Regions from separate parts of the Zea mays genome. Here region 1 is linked to region 2. The links are chromatin contacts, called in public Hi-C maps. All regions are on one chromosome and are shown on one strand. The core of a region is the stretch at or near the end of the contact, and the rest is flanking DNA. Distances in the headings are between cores, read along the strand shown.

Region 1 (4,973 bases), core at 1,426-3,925, 200 kb before region 2:
CTACATAGGCCAATTAGTGCATGAAATGAAAAAACAATGGTCATATACAAGTGTGGGTCTTGGATCATCGATCTAATATGTAGGACTATAAGATAATATATATATCACAACAATAATATAGTAAGTATAAAGTTGTACAAAGTAACAACTTAGTAAAGTATATAAAGAATAAACATATTAAACGAAGTAAAGTCTTACTAAAAAGGGGTATAAGAGCTATACCTGACTCTCCAAAAAGATTAATCTAGAAACTAGAACAAACTCACTACTCTAACACCCACACTAAACTATCTTGCACTACTAAGGGTAAAATGGAGCAATGCTACTCTTCACTTGAAGCCATGAATCAAGAGGGATAGGTGTGAACCTCTATTTATAGGCAAGCAGAGGCGGGTCCATGGATCCATATGTTGCACATTGTAACCACTTGACCGACTTCAAATGGGGTGTTTAGATGTGTCGCATTTGTGCTTTCTTGCATCGAGGTACGCTCGAAGGCAATTATGTTAGATGGACATACTTAGGGGGTTAGGCAACAAATGGGGTGTATCGATCAACCCCCTTTCTGTCCTATGGGGTCACCCTCTGGTGGGGACCCTCTTGATTGGGCCTTAAGTGGGTGTGCACCCTGAAAAGTGTGTTGGCAGTTGGCACATTGGTTAACTTTATTATCGGCCCATCAATCCATGTAACTTCATCTTTCACCCTTGGGAAGAAACATAAGATTGACCCAAGTGCGAAGAATCACTTAGAAGTATGTAACATGGATCATGGAAGCTTGGAAAGGCTGGTGGATCCATAAGCATGGTCGGTTGATGCCTCTATGGTGGTCCCACTACCTCATTTCTTTCCATTTTACCATGTCCTATAGAAAAATACCCTAAACCTTAAACCTCAATTCCATCCATAAATCCAATTAACTAATCATCTTCCTTGGGTCTGATCTCGCTATCTCAATTACTATTGGTGCTCTACACGTATTGCAATATCAATTCATACATCGCCTCTACCACCTGCCCTAGTGCTGAGGTGCATCCATCGGCCCGGGTGGGAGAGGCAACAGGACCCATGCGAATGCCGATGTGGATGAGCGGGTCATGCAAATGGATCTCTTTGGTGATTTCCATCTCTATGTAGGTTGTTTGAGCCTTAGTACTAGAGTGTGGAGTCTGCTTGTCTTCGCACTCGTGTGATGCTTGAAACATGTTTGTTTTGCTTGAACACTAGACTATTTGTTTGAGTTGTAGTTGGTCGATGTTTACAACTTTCAGTTGCTAACTAATGGAGGGTGAATCTTGCATTAGCGCAACCCTTGAGTTTTCTTCCCCTCACGACAGTTAGAAGGTTAATGCCTCACAACTCCTCCAGAAGGAAATTTTTAGCGAGTCAACCCGCTCCTGTCATGCTATTATAGGTGTACATTCGGGCCGCCCGGCCCGGCCCGGCCCAAGCCCGAAAAGGCCCGTAATGTTTGAATTTCGGGCCGACCCGGCCCGTTTGAATTTCGGGCCGTGCCGGGCCGGCCCATGGGCCTAGCCCTCGGCCCACGGTCCGACCCGTAATTGCTTAAACGTGCCGGGCTCATTTCGGGCGGCCCGAAATTATAAAAGCCCGAAATTCACATTACGGCCCGAAATTCAATTTTAGGCCCGAAATTCAATTTTTGGCCCAAAATTCACATTAGAGCCCAAAATTCAAAAAAAAATAAAAAAAATAAAAGATAAGACAAATAAATTTGAACAAAATCAAACTTAGTATTTGTATTAAAGTTACCACAACTATGCAATGACTACCTCGTTTATAAATCATTTTGTTAGAAGAAAAAAGAGTATAATCAGCTCTATACAAAGTTCGTAAGTTCAGTTTATTGTCTAATGTTCATAACAAAAGCAAAAATTACATCACACACTCTAATTCAAAGCTAAAAAAACATCTAACTAGCATTATCTCTAGCTTTATGTTATTTATCAAGCACATGAAAGTGTGGTTTTAATAAATATATGGGCCTTTTCGTGCCTCTATATGGGCCATTTCGTGCCTGCCTTAAACGGGCCGTGCTCGTGCCCGCCCATGAGCCGTGACCTCGGTCTAAACCCGGCCCGACACTAAATTATTTCGGGCCGTGCCGTGCCTGGATCGTGCTTTTTTTTCGTGCTTTGGGCCGGCCCACCAGACCCGGCCCAAATGTACACCTATATGCTATGTTATGCTTTAGCTTAGATTCGACACACGGTTGGACACGGCACGGCGTGTCATGGTGTCTCAATTCGACTAAAATCGGCCTGGTCCATGATGAGCCCGTGCCGTCAGCCCGTCACGGCCCATTGGCCAAGTATATCGTTCACTCCTTGCTCCAGCGCAAGCGATGAGACCACGCAGCGCAGCTCATCCCGTCGGCTCGGATCGCGTGCAAGCTGCCGGCCTGCCGCCCACAGAAACAAGTATAGGCACGTCGACCCGATTGTCTGCAGTTTGCACACGCAAGAACGCCCGCCCAAACAGAATTATCCCCAGCATATTCCGCGGGATATCGCATCCACCGCCTGCGCCCATCCCCGCGCGATGGCCCAGTGGCCAGGCCCCGCCGCGCCTGCCAACCCTACTCCCGTCAGCCCACGCCGAGCCGCTCGGACCGGATCGGCCGTATTTAAACGCACCCCCGTGTGACCTCCTCAAAACACGCGAATCGTACCGGTACGAACACTGAGCACGCACGCACGCACGCAAACTCAAAGGAGTGTGACCACGGAACTGAAGCCATGGCGGTTACAGTTGAGAAGGGCTCTATGGGCGAGCCGGCGCTGCTGCTGGAGCGCAGCCGGGCGATCACCCTGCACGGCCGTGACCGGAAGGGCCGTGCCGTCGTCAGGATCGTCGGCAACTACTTTCCAGGTAGTACACCTTACCAGCGATTCAGAATTTGCCCAGATCGCAGGCGGGCTTCGCCGTGCCGTGGTGGAACTGACGGACGTTGCCTCCGCCTCGTTTGCAGCGCGCGCGCTGGGCGGCCGGGCGGAGGAGGCGCTGCGGTCGTACCTGCGGGAGCGCATCCTCCCGGAGATCGGGGACCGCGAGTTCGTGGTCGTGTACATGCACTCCCGCGTGGATCGCGGCCACAACTTCCCCGGCGTCGGTGCGATCCGCGGCGCGTACGAGACGCTGCCGGCCGCGGCCAAGGAGAGGCTGCGCGCCGTCTACTTCGTGCACCCGGCCCTCCAGTCCAGGATCTTCTTCGCCACCTTCGGGCGCTTCCTCTTCAGCTCAGGGTACGGTAGCGAATCCCTGATCCGCTCGGCTGCTGTTTGCATTCGGCATGCCCGCGGAGCAGAATTTTTACGGGGTGCGGGATCTACTCTTGCAGGTTGTATGAGAAGCTGCGATACATGAGCCGGCTTGAGTACGTTTGGGCCCACATAGACAAGGAGCAGCTGGAGGTCCCCGACTGCGTGCGCGAGCACGACGACGAGCTGGAGCGCCGCCCGCTGATGGACTACGGCATCGAGGCGACGGAGACCCGCTGCATGTATGACGCCGCGTCCATGGACACCTCGGCGTCCCTGCACTCGCTCCGCTGCGTCTCCTAGTCGCCTGGACAGTGGCATCCCGATTCCCGCCGGTACGGCGTGCTTTCTGTGTTCTGGTTGGTAGGAGGTAGCTGCATGGCTTCATAGCGCTTCGGTACTGTAGTTTAGCTGTGTATTTATAATGGATAAAATTTGGAGTACCGAGATGGCTTCTGCAAGTGTGCAAGAGTAGCATGGAAAAGCTGATCAAAGAACGCGAACATAGGTAGCAGAACAAGTGAACACCAATAGAATCGCTAATCCACCAAACAGGAACCATAGTGTGATCACTGATCGGTCTTTGCCTCCTATCGAAGACGTTACTTGACATCAAAGAGGTTACTTGGAACAAAGGTGACACAAAAATATATAGAGAAGATACTTGGTTGGCAGGCTAAGCCCTATTTTTTTCATTTCGGGCTCGTTTGGTGAGAGAACTGGAGGGGTCCATGGGAGAGGAACCCCTCGATTGTCCTGTTCACCAAACTAGCATGATTATATAATCCATCTTATAATAGATATAAGCATCTAATGATCTACTTATAGATTATTATAATCTAAATTATATAACCCACCTAATAATCTGTGCTGTTTATTTGCATGGATTATATAATCTCAAAGGTAAACAAACATAGCCTAAGCTATCATATCACATCCCTGTAAACACATATCTCCTATTCAGAGTTCACAATTTCGTTTGGAAGATTCGAATTTCGTTTTTTTACCAAAATTTGACTTCTGTATTTTGTATTTTGAATCAAAATCTAGTTAAAACCTGACCGAAAGTAGAGAAATCGAGGAAAAATGGTGAAATCCATTGTTTTCCAAACGGGAAGGTAAACCTGCTCCTATTACGTCCTCTATTTCAAACTTCAGTGTAATATTAATCCCCTATTTTACACAGTCTATTGTGAACAGCCTAAGCGCAACTACGAGGATCTTGAGGATCTTTATCAAGGCAGACCATGAACTAATAAAACATGTAAAAACATTTGGCGGATGTCAGATAACCTCCTGACTTAAGCCCAGAAGGGGGAAAACTTAAACAAGATCGACTCCGGAAATCTTGCCAAAACAATCCACCACCATGAAGCAAGGATTATAGAGCTCAGATTTGGTCTTTTCTCCCGTCCCATATTACAATTTAGCTTTCAAGGTTAACAATTTCTTTTTGAATAAAGCTGATGTAGTTCACTTTCTGACATCATAACAAATGATAAAATGCTACAATACATCACTTTCAAATGTATAACTTTCCGCAAGACTTGCAGCCATAGATCCAGTATTTAATCAATACTAACTTTTAAATAAACACCAGACAGACAATTAATGATACTAATTTGGAGATAAAATCAACTGTCTTGAAAATAAGCTACCTGTCTCCCTACCACTGTATCGCACTTACCCTAG
Region 2 (5,299 bases), core at 1,341-3,840:
AAAGAACTAATCCCAGATATACATCCTTGAGCAATTCCCTAGAAGGCAACGCCGCAACATAGATTTAGTAGGCAAAACATAGTAGTGTCAACTGTCACGTAATAGTAGTATATGGTAAACATCATGAGTTCACTGCTATCAGAAAATCAAATTACCTGCTCATTTGATCCGACATTTTTTGATACATTGGTTCTTATCTATAAAAATTGAAAGCACCATCAGCATTTGTTGCAGTCTCACATAAGGTAAACGAATCATAAAAATGGTCAGCTAACAGTGGCTTACAGATGGGTGAACAAAAGCACTCAAAATTACAAATGCCGCAGCAAAATAAGGTACCTGCAAGATGATTAAGAAATGGTTAAGAAAGAGATGAATTGAGATGCTCAACAGAAGGTCCGATCGAATTAGTTTCAAACACTTGGAACACAGTGCTGAACTATGAAGCCAGCACACTGTTACAGTTTTATTACGTATGTGATCATGAGGAATATCATGTCGAACGTGTCCATATAAATAAATTGTCAAGTGCAAGGAAAGTACCCAATATGACCATGCAATGCCATACAAGAAAACCTGCAATATTTCAAATTAATTTATTTAGCCAAAAAACCCGAAAAATGTTGTCATTAAGGATTGGGTAAAAGTCTCGCTGAAAGTTATTACATGAGTACATCCACCTAGAAGCCCAACAATAAGCAGCATCTCTTCACCCAGAATCGGAGCCAAGATAGGCATTACAGTGAGCTGCAAACATCAAGCGTGAGAAAAATAAATTACATCTCTTGAATGAACGAATACTACTGCAGCCTTGAAATGACCGAAAAACTAATGCTATAGCTTCCACGTAACAAATTATTTTGGTACCTGTGATAGCATCCCGGCAGCACCGACAATTAGAAGTAGATTAGCAAACTCATCTTTGTTGTAACCAAATTGTGCCTTCAAGTAGTACTGCATAGGATTCGACCACAGAGAAGCATATAGCATTTGAAAACATATAAAATTATAAATCATGGCTGGTGGATGCAAATGATCAAAAGTAAAATACAATTCGAAAGCTGGTGATAAACTCCTGCTATCTTTAGTGCTAGACCTTCTCCTAGACTGAAAAACTAAAAATCACAAACGTCAACTGAAATCTATTGTCGGATGGAAAATTTTCATACCAGCAATGCAGTCTGAAGCCCATGTTCACCTAGACTGTAGAAGAAAGTGATGGTTGCTGCCCCCGACAAGGCCAGACTACACGAGGAGTAAACCAACATCAGTAGAGCACTCAGAAACTCCAAGAGTAAACGGTCCTCTAGAGACTAGAGAAGTAGAGTGCAGGGTCACAAAAACTGCTATACACACAAGAGAATTTTTTTCTTAACCTGCCAGTGAGAAGCGCGACCATGTCGGACAGAGACGGCAGGCCTCCCTTATGCGGCGGCAGCCGAGGCGAGAGCTCTTCATCGGAGGATGATGTGGAAGAGGCGCAGGACGAATCCTGGAGGAGAGGGTCGCAGGCTTCGTCGGCGCAGGAGACGCTGCCGCCAGCGTCGGGGAGGAAGGCCCTGAGGTAGAGCGCTGCCGCCACGGCCACGGCGGCGGCGACCTGGAAGGTGGATGCGGTCGGGAGGAAGCGCGCGGTCAAGGTCCCCGACACGAACCCGGCTGCCGACACGCCGGAGAGGAGGCCGAACGCCGCCGCGCGACGCCTGGGGCCCACGTGGTCAGCCTGCGTTGTCCACACGTTCGACCTGGTCAAGATCTCGCCGTTTGCTCCATCGTCACTTTTCGTGGTTTGTGATTTTTTTTCTCTTCTAGATTATTATTCCTTATTTTATTATTATTATTTTCGTTTCTTGGCAATATACACACTATATATGCGTGACTTGGATAGTTGCGACCCGTAGTTTTTACCACGTAGGCAAGGCAGAGACAATGCATGGTGCCCTCGCAGAAGACCCCGGCGATGATCTTGGCCACGTAGTACACGTAGAAGTACACCTCCGAGCGGCCGCATGCCAGTATAACTGCCCAAAAAAAAAAACAAGAGAGGTGAAGCTTGTCCAAATCTGAGCAGAGATGCCGCGTAATGGCCTGCAGGCCATGCATGCTGGAAATAAGCTCCACTCCACTTACACAGCGGCGCGATGGCTACGGTGACCGGCAGCGTCATGAGCGCCTTCCGGCCGTACCTGTCCGACAGGTTCCCGACGATGGGGGTGACGACGAGCGCCCCCATCCCGGTGACCTGCATTGGGCGTACGTTGAGAGCGCCGGGGTGTCATGGATCCTGGCATGCATGTCGACACAGCTGGTGGTGGCGAGTGATCAGGCAGGCATGCGTGCGAATGAATGATGCTCACTGCGTTCTGGAAGCCGCTGAGGTAGATGGCGACGGAGCACTCGTCGCGGCCGGGGCAGGCGGCCTCCATGGTGACGTCGGTGACCGCCGGGATCACCATGAAGGAGGCGAAGTGGAACAGGAAGGACACCACGAACAGGTGCCCCAGCCCCGCCAAGTCCTTCATCTTTCTTTGGTAGTAGATAGTGCAGAGCAGAGAGCACGAGCTGAGGCGGTGATAGATTGCATGCGTTTATTAATGTCACTCTGTTCCGGTCTCTTATACTACCCTCACGCAGAGGCGAGCACAATGCTTACTTACAAGGAATGGCGTGGGGCTCACGCATCACATCAAAACTTTCACCGTTCCTTAGGGCGTCGGTCTATCAGTAAAAGGTGACATCGCAGCTCGCCGGATTCGCGCGCCGTGCCCGAACGAGCCAAACAGCCCGGTCTGTTACGGTGGCGCCGTTTGTATGGGCGTGGCGCGCCGCCGCGATGGCGACCGGGGCGAACGGAGCTCCCGGACTTCCAGTGCCTTGTACGCATGGGGCATCGACAGTGCGGGCGCGTTTTGGAGTGCACTCCACCCCACTCGCCGGGAGATGATTGGGTCCCCGGTGGCTTGCTTGCGGCCCCCGATTTCCTGACGGGAATGGAAGGGTGCAGTGGCGCGGTCGAATATGGTTCACCGGGCTGGGTGACATTTGTTCTTGCTTTCGGGTAATGATGATGGCGAAGTGGGCTGAGTTGAGCCTGAGCCCCCGTCGGCCTAATTTTGTCTGCTGCTCTATAGAGTATAGGAGCAGGTTGCTTGTTCAGTGGGGGAGGTCGCTTCAGGTCCGTTGCAGATCTGCTCTAAGAGCTTCATGCCGTGTCACGTGGAGTAGTTTCGCATGCATCTGGGGTTCAAAAGGGGGCCTTGCTGCCTGCCTGATCGCGGGGAATCTCAATGTCTAGTGCAATAAGGCCGTATCAGGGACTTTGCGGCAAGTACTTTTCGACAGCTTATTAATTATAGATGAAATACGCAAGTGTACATGTACAAAATAGCGATACGCCGAGACATGCTCGAGTTTTTCAGACGCCGAAGGATCATGCTGAACGAAATTGATCCCGCAATTTTCCGCAGTGAGATTCATATGTGTTCTTTCGCCCGTTTGGATCTAGGGTTAGATTTTCTTGTTAATGGACGATTCATCATATTCAGAAGAAAAAAACGGGCTTGGCCTTGTAATGTTAGGTGGACTTCCTGACCGTCTGGGTGTCCCCCACCCCCCAGAGATCTGCTCCGTTCCTTCGAGTGGATCGTATTCTAAAGGCTGGGCCTCAGAGATGACAGCCCAACCTCAAGTGGGCTTCACCTACAGAAATCTGAACCATTCCTACAGGAAATTAACTGCCGTACAAACAGCGCAATGACACACACAGGGACTTACCTGTGGAGACGCATACGAGATACGTTCCCACATGTCTATTTTCTCCATCCATCTGTTGGTGGAGTCAATGAATGTAACGTGTCAAATGCTAAGGTAGCCAGTCTGTTCCCTGTATGAACGAACAAACGATGCTAAGGTAATCCTCAGTGGAACTGCTTGACTGCTAACGTATATGCAATAGCATAAATAAATATGGTAGTTAGCCGTCAACACGACAACATCGATTATTCTCCCAGGAGCCCAGCCCATTCTCGGTCATCATATTTTAAGAGGAGCAGCCTCACCAACGTTATCCCTGCACAATTATAATTGACACCCCCCTCAAACAAAAAAAAACATTCTCATGACTGTACAGCAGTGCGGTTGAGAATATTCGTCCAAACGATGAAAATATGAAACGAACGCGTTGTCCAGCTCATCTAGCTCAAGCCGGCCACCGGCCCACGTATACGTACTGCTTACCTCTGAGGCCGAGGCCGGTGCCAATGGGGGCTAGAGTGAGGCCGAGAGGAAGCATCTGTGTGGGCAGGAGAGGGGCGGCCGATGGCGGCGGCGCCCGGCGACATCGGGCTTATAGCTTCACTCTAGCCGGCACGGGAGAGTGAATTGAGGTGGTAGAGCAATAGGCGGACGATAGCGGGGCGGGGCGGCCGAATTTTTTATATTTTAGCCTTTCCTCGGAAAAAAATTCACGTTTGGACTTTAGAAAATTTTAATGTTATTTTGGTCCAAAAATGACATTAAAATTTTCTAAGGTCCAAACATGAATTTTTTTCTGAGGAAGGGCTAAAATATAAAAAATTCAGGCGGGGCGGGGCCGTGTGTTCAAGTGGGTGCTGGCGAGCGAGACAGGCGGAGCGAGACTGCGAGAGTGAGTTGCGGTCTCTGTTTGGTCCATCCACGCGTACTAACACTTGGTAATTGCTTGGAGTCTAAAAAATTCAAAAAAATATATAAAATTAGAAATTTTCATTCTGAGTCCATTTATAAATACTCTCACTTAGTTGGAGCTTATTTTACACACTATCTCATCTCGTGGTTTTTTCTAATTATATGTAATTTTATTTTAAGTAGTATGTAAAATTAAGTTGTGTAATTTTTAGCCGTTGAAACAAATCGCTATGAATAATTAATTCTAAAATATAAAAGCTGATGGCGCTATAGACTGAGGTTATATCTTGCTGCAGTCTATGTATTAGAGTAATAGGGACGAGAGTGGAGTCGAGAGATGACGTAGGTGGACAAGAGATGGATGGTGCACTAGAACTAGCCTGATAGGCCACTCGCGCGCCGCGCCGCCTGCCTACGGCTAGCATCCACGTTGGTCGATAGTGTGTGGTATGGTACAGTGTATATGTGTCTATATTTCTCCCCGTTCTTGACTGCACTGTGTTAAATTTTGCCCTTTGAGTCCTTACACGTGAGTAACCTCTATCGGCCAGTTCGATCCATCAGTCATCTAAATAAACAGAATAGTGTTAAACGAGCTCCTACATATAACTGTAGCAGCTAAATAGACTCTCCG

The links. Hi-C and Micro-C count contacts between places; a contact is called where the count stands out from the background.
Region 1: a contact with region 2 is called in a Hi-C map of endosperm, with 2.8 times the contacts expected there. The contact joins the promoter of LOC100282866 here to the promoter of LOC100277128 in region 2. A contact is called at or near these places in 9 of 25 Hi-C or Micro-C datasets (ear, endosperm, leaf and 2 more).

What each region holds. Positions count from the first base shown.
Region 1 is chr5:198,104,187-198,109,159 of Zm-B73-REFERENCE-NAM-5.0, reverse strand. LOC100282866 (cellular retinaldehyde-binding/triple function, C-terminal) reads left to right here and starts at 2,675. Exons shown (of 3, transcript NM_001155772.2): 1 at 2,675-2,892; 2 at 2,993-3,266; 3 at 3,362-3,739. The coding sequence starts at 2,760. The coding sequence ends at 3,584.
Region 2 is chr5:197,907,804-197,913,102 of Zm-B73-REFERENCE-NAM-5.0, reverse strand. LOC100277128 reads right to left here and starts at 2,590. Exons shown (of 13, transcript NM_001150784.2): 1 at 2,358-2,590; 2 at 2,131-2,242; 3 at 1,909-2,021; 4 at 1,377-1,723; 5 at 1,170-1,245; 6 at 868-954; 7 at 667-747; 8 at 544-576; 9 at 286-339; 10 at 156-197; 11 at 1-38. The coding sequence starts at 2,522.